Regions from separate parts of the Mus musculus genome. Here region 2 is linked to region 1. Evidence: chromatin contacts called from public HiChIP or PLAC-seq data. All regions are on one chromosome and are shown on one strand. Each heading gives the region's core, a stretch centred on a gene start, on an enhancer-like site or on the middle of the called end of the contact. The rest is flanking DNA. Distances are from core to core; before and after follow the strand shown. Region 1 holds the start of Ate1 (arginyltransferase 1). Region 2 overlaps Tacc2 (transforming, acidic coiled-coil containing protein 2).

Evidence for each region. HiChIP or PLAC-seq counts read pairs in DNA pulled down with a chosen protein or histone mark.
Region 2: an H3K27ac HiChIP or PLAC-seq map of embryonic stem cells shows a contact between it and region 1, with 9 read pairs. The contact joins the enhancer-like site here to the promoter of Ate1 in region 1. A contact is called at or near these places in 11 of 39 promoter capture datasets (the 3T3-L1 cell line, 3T3-L1-derived adipocytes, cranial neural crest and 6 more), 8 of 484 Hi-C or Micro-C datasets (the C2C12 cell line, the F1.1 cell line, cortical neurons and 4 more), 13 of 115 datasets of contacts at active chromatin or transcription factors (bone marrow-derived macrophages, cardiomyocytes, embryonic basal ganglia and 8 more) and 3 of 9 other capture datasets (adipose tissue, liver and pancreatic islet).

The regions. Positions count from the first base shown.
Region 1 is chr7:130,518,081-130,522,412 of GRCm38.p6, reverse strand. It overlaps Ate1 (arginyltransferase 1), which reads left to right and starts at 2,833. Exons shown (of 12, transcript NM_013799.3): 1 at 2,833-3,057. The coding sequence starts at 2,952. Gm4275 (putative uncharacterized protein ZNRD1-AS1) reads right to left here and starts at 2,822. Exons shown (of 4, transcript XR_869987.2): 1 at 2,568-2,822.
Region 2 is chr7:130,747,243-130,751,876 of GRCm38.p6, reverse strand. Tacc2 (transforming, acidic coiled-coil containing protein 2) reads right to left here. Exons shown (of 22, transcript NM_001004468.3): 16 at 544-687; 17 at 1-43. Among named protein-coding and RNA genes, the nearest start is that of Btbd16, 25 kb to the left of the region's middle. Within about 2 kb of position 1,621, at least 63 of the 459 cell types and tissues checked have an H3K27ac peak or open chromatin away from gene starts, as enhancers often do. A contact at or near this core is called in cortical neurons, embryonic basal ganglia, embryonic stem cells and 4 more, where this site is marked.

The DNA.
Region 1 (4,332 bases), core at 1,584-4,083:
GCCATGTCTGGCCTGCGTCGTGAGCTCCAGGATGGCCAGGGCTGCATAGTAAGACCATATCTCTAAGGGGCAAGAAAGTGAGACAGAGGGCTGAAGACATGGCTCCACAGTTGAGATCACTCGCTGCTATGTCAGGGGACCTGGGATCTGTTTCCCAGCATCGACAAGGCAGAGCACGGCTGTCTGTAATTCTAGTTCCAAGGGGTCCTATGCCCTCATGTGGATTCTTAAGGCACCAGGCATGAACTGGTGTGCAAAACGATCATACACAAAAATAAAAATAATCTTTAAAAAAAGTGAAATCAGGGCTGGAGAGATGGCTCAGCGGTTAAGAGCACTGACTGCTCTTTCAAAGGTCCTGAGTTCAAATCCCAGCAACCACATGGTGGCTCACAACCATCTGTAATGATATCTGACAGCCTCTCTGGTGTGTCTGAAGACAGCTACAGTGTACTTAGACATAATAAATAAATCTTTTAAAAAAAAGTGAAATTATTTCTGCTGTGTGGGATGGGGAGCTATTGTTCAAGAAAAGGTCAAAAGCCTTTCTGCGTACCTTCTATGTAGAGCAGGGCCTTCTGCCCTCTTTGGGTCAATCCATTGATCCTTGGTATGAAACATGAAGCAGATGAAGTGTTCCATAAAACTATGGGCACTGAGCTGCAACAAGTTCTAATTTTACACTTCTGTATTACATGGTCACCTGCTAGGTTCTTAAACAACTGTATGAACAACGTTGGTCACCAGGCCCTGAATTCATTATTAAACTTAACTAGATGCATCTTTAGCACGGAAAACCTTAGGGTCAAAACCGTTGAAATTTCCTTTAAAAGTTTATACATTTAGCCATGTACAGTGGTGCACACCCGGGATTCCAGCACAGTGGAGCCTGGGGGGCGGGGGGGGGGGAGGTCCAGAGTTCTAGGTCATCTAGGTTCATTAACAGTTGAAAAATAAGTTTGTTCACCGGCAGGAGAGGTGGTGGCTCAGTGGTTAAGAGCACTTGATGATCTTGCAGAAGACACAGAGTTTGGTTCCCAGCATCATATTTGATGTTGAAAGACCCACAAAGTGAGGACTCCCCCACGTTCTGACTCAGGAGAGGCGACACCCCAAATCACTCACAAGAAACGGCCTTGATGCAAACCGCAAGAGGACTTTTTATTCCAGGCGTGCTCTGGGGCCCAGTACACCACGCAGGGGTAGAGGACCACGGACCACGAGTGCAGAATTGGGACAGCTTTTATGGGGTTACAACAAAGCCTGCGTTTCGCAAACCAATCATTTCATAGCATCAAGACCCCACGCAGTTCTTTCAGTGTGTAATCTTTCCTTCCATTGTGCAAGCACTTTACAGTTGCTAGATAAGCAGTTAGTCAGCTCCTCTCCTCCTGTTATCTTACTAGGCCAGGATCACGTATTCAAGGGTCTGTCTTAATGCTCTTTCACCTAGTTCCATACAGGAAGCGGGCCCTGGAACAGCACGGAAGTGTGACCTTTTACCTGTATACTGGCAGGGAGCAGGGTCTGGAATTTGTGGTATTTAGGGCTTCTTAGGAGGCTGGAGTTGAGGCTGTATTTTTCCATCCTTTCAATCTTACATGAGTGGCTCAGAATTGTCTGCCCGTCAAGGTTTCAGGGTCTACAATGCCTTCTGGATGCCTCCAGCATTGGATGAAGGTTGTACACATATCTACTTGCAGGCTAAACACCCACAAACATAATTAAAAAAAAAAGTTTCCTGATTGCACTTTCTAGACACTGCAAAAAGGAATTCACCATATTGTCGACTATGGAAATTATGCCAGACAGACTTAAACATCTGTGTACGCAGAGGAGAAAGCTAAGGAATATTATCTTGGTAGGAGCATGCCTTTATTTTTACACTTTGCCTCACAACCTCATTCCCTAAAACACGTTCTTTGCAAATTGGAGACCCATGGAGTGAATTCAGATTATGTAAATGTTCAGCCTGAAGAGTTAAAAATTCTTTTTGAGTGATATTTAAAACTCCCTTTAAAAGAGGAAAGTGTCGCTTCGTCATTGGACATTCCGCTCTAGCAGAGTTGTTTGGATTCTAGATCCCTCTCTATCAAGCCAGCTCCGGCTCCTCGTTCCTCACAGGTGGTCAGGCGCAGAACTCGAGGTTAACCTTCAACTACAGAGCGCAAATGACCGGGTGAATCCCAACCTGGAGCCTCAGTTTCCCTATCTGTAAAGCGGGCTGAGAGATCGCGTCAGTGACAAGGACTGCTGTTGACTGGACAAGTAACCTGCTGGCCACTAAACACTGGGTTCCGAGACGCACCCCTGCAACCCAGGCTGGCGGCCAGTGGCCTGACCGGGGATCGGCGGAGAGCCGCGAACCCGGCAACCCCCGCGCTCTCGGCCCTTCCCCGAGGTTCCCCGCGCTGAGAGGCGTGGCCGCTCCTCAAGCCCACAGCGGCGGCCATGGCCTCGGTGGTGGAATACAAGGGCCTGAAGGCCGGCTACTACTGCGGCTACTGCGAGTCCAGGGAGGGCAAGACGTCGTGTGGTGAGTGTCCCGCCGTCCAGGTCGCCTTTACCGGCTTCAGCCAGGCTCTCGCTACGTCCTGGCAGGCCTGCCGCGCGGGTTGAGGCCGTTGGTCACCCGACTCCAGCTTCCCGGTCCCATTGGTCTCTCCTCAGCCGGCTTCCTTTCCATCCCGGTCTTCCCGCCCTCGCCCTCCCTAGGGGGTAGCCGCCCCTCACAGAGGAGGAACGGAACTAGCGGACGGCTGCCCGCAGTCAACATGGCGCGGGCGGCGTCAGTGACGTAGGGCGTCCGGTCCTTCCAGCCCGGGAGCACTCGAGTGGCTTCGCGCGATCTTCGGAGGCGCGCGCGTTGCATTGTGGGGTGGTGGAGGCGAAGGCGGCGGTAGCGGCGGCTGCGTAGGACTGGGTGGCGCAGCGGCGGCGGGGTCGCGGACATGGCTTCTTGGAGCGCGCCTTCACCTAGCCTTGTAGAGTATTTTGAGGGCCAGACCTCCTTCCAGTGTGGCTACTGCAAGAACAAGTTGGGCAGTCGCTCCTATGGTGAGCGAGCTCGGCCGGCGGGCGTGTGCTTCGGGCTCTGTGAGGGTCTTGGGTGGCCGCAGCCTGGGGGAGCGTCGTGAAGAGCCGGGTGTCCTCCACCCTTGCTCCCTCAGCGGCTGCTCTGGGAGACGGGAAGGGAGATGGGGAGGCTCCTGGGAGCTGACGGCCGCCCTGCATCCATCCCCGCGGCAGCCGAGGCCCCCTGCTGCATGTGTAGAGGGGCGTGTGCGTGCACACCTGTTCGCTGTCATTTTGGAGAAAGTGTCTGGGAGAACGTACTGGAAACCGAGATCGGCTTGATATTTTGATAAAATACCTGCTCGACTTTTTTTTTAAATCAGGGATTTATACCATGTCATTGTGCCAATCCATCTTGAAGACCGTAATAACGGTGTTCCTTCAGGCTTTAGGTTTCTTTTCTTTTTATTTTATTTTATTTTTCTGGCTTTTCGAGACAAACGTTTTCTGTGTAGCTCTGGCTGTCCTGGAATCCACTCTGTAGACCAGGCTGGCCTGGAATTCAGAGATCCGCCTGCCCCTGCCTCCCGAGGGTCTGGGATCAAAGGTGTGCATCACCACCGGGCTAGGATTCAGGTTTCTTACGGAAGATTTGTTTGTAAGCCGAATATGTACTTATTGTCTGCCGTGTCATGATCGGCAAATACAGAATCTAGGATGGATGGTTTAGAATAATCCTGCAGGTGGAAGCAAGGTAACTTGACTATAAATTTAGGTTAGAGATTTACCCGTTTTGAAAGACAGTTTAGTGGTTTGGCTGTGCACGGGATTTTGGTTTATGGATGCATTAAAAGTGTTTATTAGGAGAAAGTGTATTATTAGGTGAACCGCGGCCTTGGGTAGACAGTTATACAATCGTTAGATGCACGGATTACGAAGACCAGTTAAGTGAAAAAAACGCTTGGAGCATAGGGTTAAATAAACAGGATGCAGATGACAGCCGAGTACACGTGACAGCTGAGAGGAATACGGTCCAATAAAGCCCAAATAAGGCCAAGAAAGCACATCAAATGACAGTGGCTCACTTTGAGTGATAGAGATACTATTCTTTTTCAGAATTTTTATATTCTGACTATAATATTTGCCAGTATTATGTGACTGAAACATATTTTAATAGGGAGGACCTTACTACCCCTACCCCTAGTAATTTCGTATTAGAGAAAATTGGACAATATAAATATTTTGTGCTTCAAGATTTGTTGAAGAACAGTTTTATCATCTAGAAAGATAACTATAAATTCCCAGCATTTCAGTTTT
Region 2 (4,634 bases), core at 372-2,871, 230 kb before region 1:
ATTTATCCCTCCACTCTGAGACTTCTCTCTCCTTGGCGATGACCTAGGGTCAGGGAGAGAAGAAAGAGGTAGATTCCCAGATGAGTGCGGTCCGGTCTGCCCAAAATCAGGATGCATCATACACACACACACACACACACACACACACACACACACACACACACACACACACACAGACACACACACAGACACACACACACATGAGATTTCTCACCTAAAAGCAGGATTCCATCCAGAGAATTTCCCCAAGCAGGAGAAATCAAGACACCTCCCCCCATCCCCACCCCCCCCCACCCCGCGCCCCACCCCCCAGCCCTGAGGAGCAACAAAGTATCTCTTCTATAGTGAGTTGGCCATGCCTGTTAGCATCGTGACTAGGCAGATAAGAACTCATAGGGTGTTGCTCACCTAGCCTGCAGTGTTTGGAGGACAGTCTGTCTCCAAAGACACCAGTTTCACAGCTAAATACAGTTATTGACACTGCAGCCTGGGATCCTATCTGAGTATCAAGAGCACGGTCCTTCCAGACACCACAGGCCTCACCTCTGCTCTGGCAACCTGGAGTGCAGAGTCCAGGTCTGGCTGCTGGAACAGAAGGCCTGGGGGTTTCTCCACCTCGGTGGACCCGATGCGGGAGTACAAGGCAGTTTTGGAGATGGAGACATCTGGTGGGTGAGCAGCTTCCCTCTGTGGAATGTTTTTTTCATGAGAGAGAGAGAGAGAGAGAGAGAGAGAGAGAGAGAGAGAGAGAGGAGAGAAGAGAGAGAGAGGTCAGTTACCACTAATGGCGTGACACACAGGCTGCACACGTGGCCATGACCACCGCATTCACCCGCTCAGCTGCATGGTTTTGAAACAAAGAACATCGAAACTATGAGAAAATGCAAAGACTCATGGATGAGAGCAATGCCAGGTCCAGGCGGGGGATGGGAAGCGTTCCTACTGCACATGTGCAGGCACACAAAAGGGCTAATGAGACGGCAGCCTTTGTAACTAGGAACCCTGTGGGCCCAGCCTGTCTGCGGCCTGCTTATCACCGCCATTTATCAGCCGCCGAGCCAGCTAGGCATTGTAAGTGAACAGTGGTCATTATCCTGCCGGCCCCACTTCCAAAATAAAATCTTGCTGTGGGATGATACAGAACACTAGTCTATGCTGCCGAGTTTTCGATAGCTGAAGATTGGATCGTTTTTGTACAACTGACCAACTGCCAAATTTGGCTGTGCTCACATGGCTCTGTTTAAAAGGATGAGAAGGCGGTGGCCTTCAGAGGAGAATCTGAAGCCTCCTCTTGTCAACCTTGTCAGCTCTGTCAGGATTTGAAAGTGTGTTGCCATTAGGTCTGCTATTTAACAGCAAAGGGGAGACCTGGAGCCAATGACAGTATCTATCCACTCTTCCTGATGAACCCTGCAACAAAGGCCATGCTGTCTGGCTCAACCCAACTGACAGGGGTTTGCAGCTCTCTCGTGTTCTGTAGGCTTCAGTTACGAGCCTCAGAGAGGCGAGGAGGGGACACATGGCTATTCTTCTATTTCACAGAACATTAAGCAACTTGTAACACAATTGAAACACAGTGTTAGGAGCATCATCAACCAGCATGGCCAGGCTCCCCCGTCAGCCTACTTCCACGGCAACCCAAACATCCAATGGACCACTCTCCGCCCTATGCATTAACCTCAGCGTTGTCATGGCTGCCAAGAAAGCCTGCACCACAGTTAGAACACAAGTCCATGCTACAGTGGGAGGTGGCGGCGGCCTGATGGGCAGAATGGGACTGCTGCTCCATCCTCGGAGAACCAGGAGAACAAACTGTGCACTGAGCAGAGCACAGTTACACAGAAAGAGGGGAGGAGGCAAGAGGGTGAGGATTGAGATGTGCTTCCGTGGGAAGGGGTGGGGCAGAGTGTTTATAACCAGCCTTACCTTGCCTCACTATAGAATCGGGTTCTGAGGGCCTAAAGAAGAGAAGCACTTAGAAAATTCAGGAGGTACAAGAGCAATGGATAGGACTGGAGGTGACCATTTAGGAACCATTAGTGCTCACATGCAAGGTGCACACAACGGTTTAGTTGTCCTAGAAGAAAACTGCTGTGACCTGTAGTCATTGTCCCTGCCTGCCCTTGAGGCTTTGAGCTCACCCTCAAGTGATACCTACATGTTATTCTAACTCACTGAGTCTGCCTATCCCCAGCTCACTGGCCCTGACTACCCCCAGCTCACTGGCTACTACCTACCCTCAAATGGTGCCCACAGATCACCTGAATCTCACTGTCCAAAACTGCCCAGAAACCCCTGGGCTCACCTTCAGTGACCCACCTTCAGAACCAAGAGCACACAGACCTGGTCAACCAGAGCATGGACTCCAGTCACATGTCAGATGGGATGCCATGATTATCTTTCTCAGTTTCTGTTCCCGGGGAAGGCCTAGGACAACTGCCTAGAACATAAGCTACCAGTCCTTGGCAGCAGGCTGCCGATCCCTCAGAGAAAAAGCGCTTCCTGGTGGCAGGACAGAGGCTCTGCATGGAGGGCTTATCTTTGCTCTTGGCAATGGTTTATAATGCTGCTTCTCTGAGGGACAACACCTCAGTAGTAATGGGAACATTATACCTGGAAATCACCATTTAACGGCTGTAGTAAGAAAAGCCCACAAACACAAAATTAGGAAGAGAACATAAAAAGGAAAACCAAACAAACCCAATTGTTTTCACTTTAAATGTGCTCCTTAAAAGGGGGTTAGGGTAGCTGAGGAGATGGTGAAGAGTGGTAAAGAGCACTGGCTGTTCTTCTAGAGGACTCAGGTTCAATTCCCAGCACCTATAAGTTGGCTCACTGTACCACTCCAGTGCCAGGGGATCTGACACCCTCTTTTGGCCTCTGTGGGCACCAAGAACACAGATACATGCATGCAGGTAAAACAACCATACAGGTAAAGTAAATTTTTAAAAAATTTGAAAAAAAAAAATAAACAAAGTTTCAAAATGAACAGAATTTTGGAGCTGCTAAACTCAGTCTGGTACTTCTGGAGAGAGGCTGGGTCTAAGTTTTTCAAAATGAGATTTAATTCAGCCTCAAGGTAAATTAGCAGCTCCTTGCAGTGCAAGGGAGAAAGGAATTGATAATGAAAATGAACTTCATATCAGCACAGGGCAGGACCAAGGAGCATATCAGAAATTATGAATCCGCCCGATGTCCTTTGTAAAACCAGAGAGACTTCTAAACGGGTGCAAAGGAGTCAGACCCCGTGGTGACATCCTTCATCCACCGCCTTGGCATTTTCAATCTGAGAACAGCTCTGGGACCACCTCACTCCCTGCTCCCTACAGCTGCTTGCATGATAATGAACTTCAGAATTCACTCCTTGGCTCTTCCTTTCAGCCATGAATGTTTTCAAGTGAAATTAAAAGGTCTCTTGCTAAGACGTTAAGGGTAGTTATTTTTAAACCCAGCTTCATTTCTCACAATCCCAGTCTTGCTGTTTCATGCGGGCCAAGAGGCCACCAGAATCCTATTTACTAAATGTGAAGTGGTCACAACCTTTGCCACCACCTTCAACCCTCTACTGGCTTTTACAAGCTGGAAACTGTGAGGTTCCTCAGGCCACTGTCTCTCCCTCAGACTCCCAAGTCTGTGTGCCTCCCGCTGGCCTTGACAGTAAGAGTCCTGTCACGCACTCAGGCCCATTCTTCTCCTTGTGACCCTCCCTTATCACCAGGCCCTGGGCAATCAGGACATCATGATCAAGGCAAGATCTCTGCCCCCTGAGCAGTCAGAGGCAAACTCAGATTTGAGGCTTGGGGAGCCATGAGGGAGGGCCAGGGACCAGGAAACCCATGCTAAGGCTCAGGGCCTTGTGAGGTAGCTGGGTCCTGTGGCAGTATCCAGGCAGGAGAAGGATCTTGGCCAGATGTTCCACATCCAAAGCAGACAGTTCCCAAACCGAGGATCTACAGGCACTTGTGAGGCACCTGGCCCCACACCTCAGTCCCACTCCATGGAAGGCCTCAGTACCAGACATCAACCAGCTGTGCCTGCCCCCATCAAGACTCGGCTTCCCAGTCTGTAAAACACAGGCTCCAACTACAGATTCCGAAGTTAGAGAACAAACAGGCCCACCAGCCAGTCCTCTGTCACTCTTCCTCAGACTGTTCTTGTGGCTGCCAGGGATATGCCTCAACTGTGGACTCAGCATCAAATGTGGAGGGAAGGAGTTACAGTTGTTAGAGGCTCATGAGAAGCCCAACAGGAACGATGCTGGCTTCTTACCAATAATAAACATGGTCCCTAACACTATTCTCTGCCGCTTGACAAGAATACTCTCTGTCCCTGACCCCATTCTTGCTCCAGCTCAGGACAACTCTAGGTACCTGCTCATCTAAGCCAGGTCTCTCTCAGGGTAATTACACACAGGACTCCCCTCTGTGTGGGAACCGTTCCCAACCTAAAGCTGCCTGTTGGTATAGTCAGGACCCTAAGTCGCCAGAACACATCTTTCCATCTTCATCACGGGTCCCCCTTGTCAATGAAAGCCAACAGGCACAGGGATCAAAACCAACTTGTCATGCATGCAGAGTCTGCCAACACACCCTGCTCCCCATACCTTGGGAGGCCAGAGATAGGGGCTCTGAGGA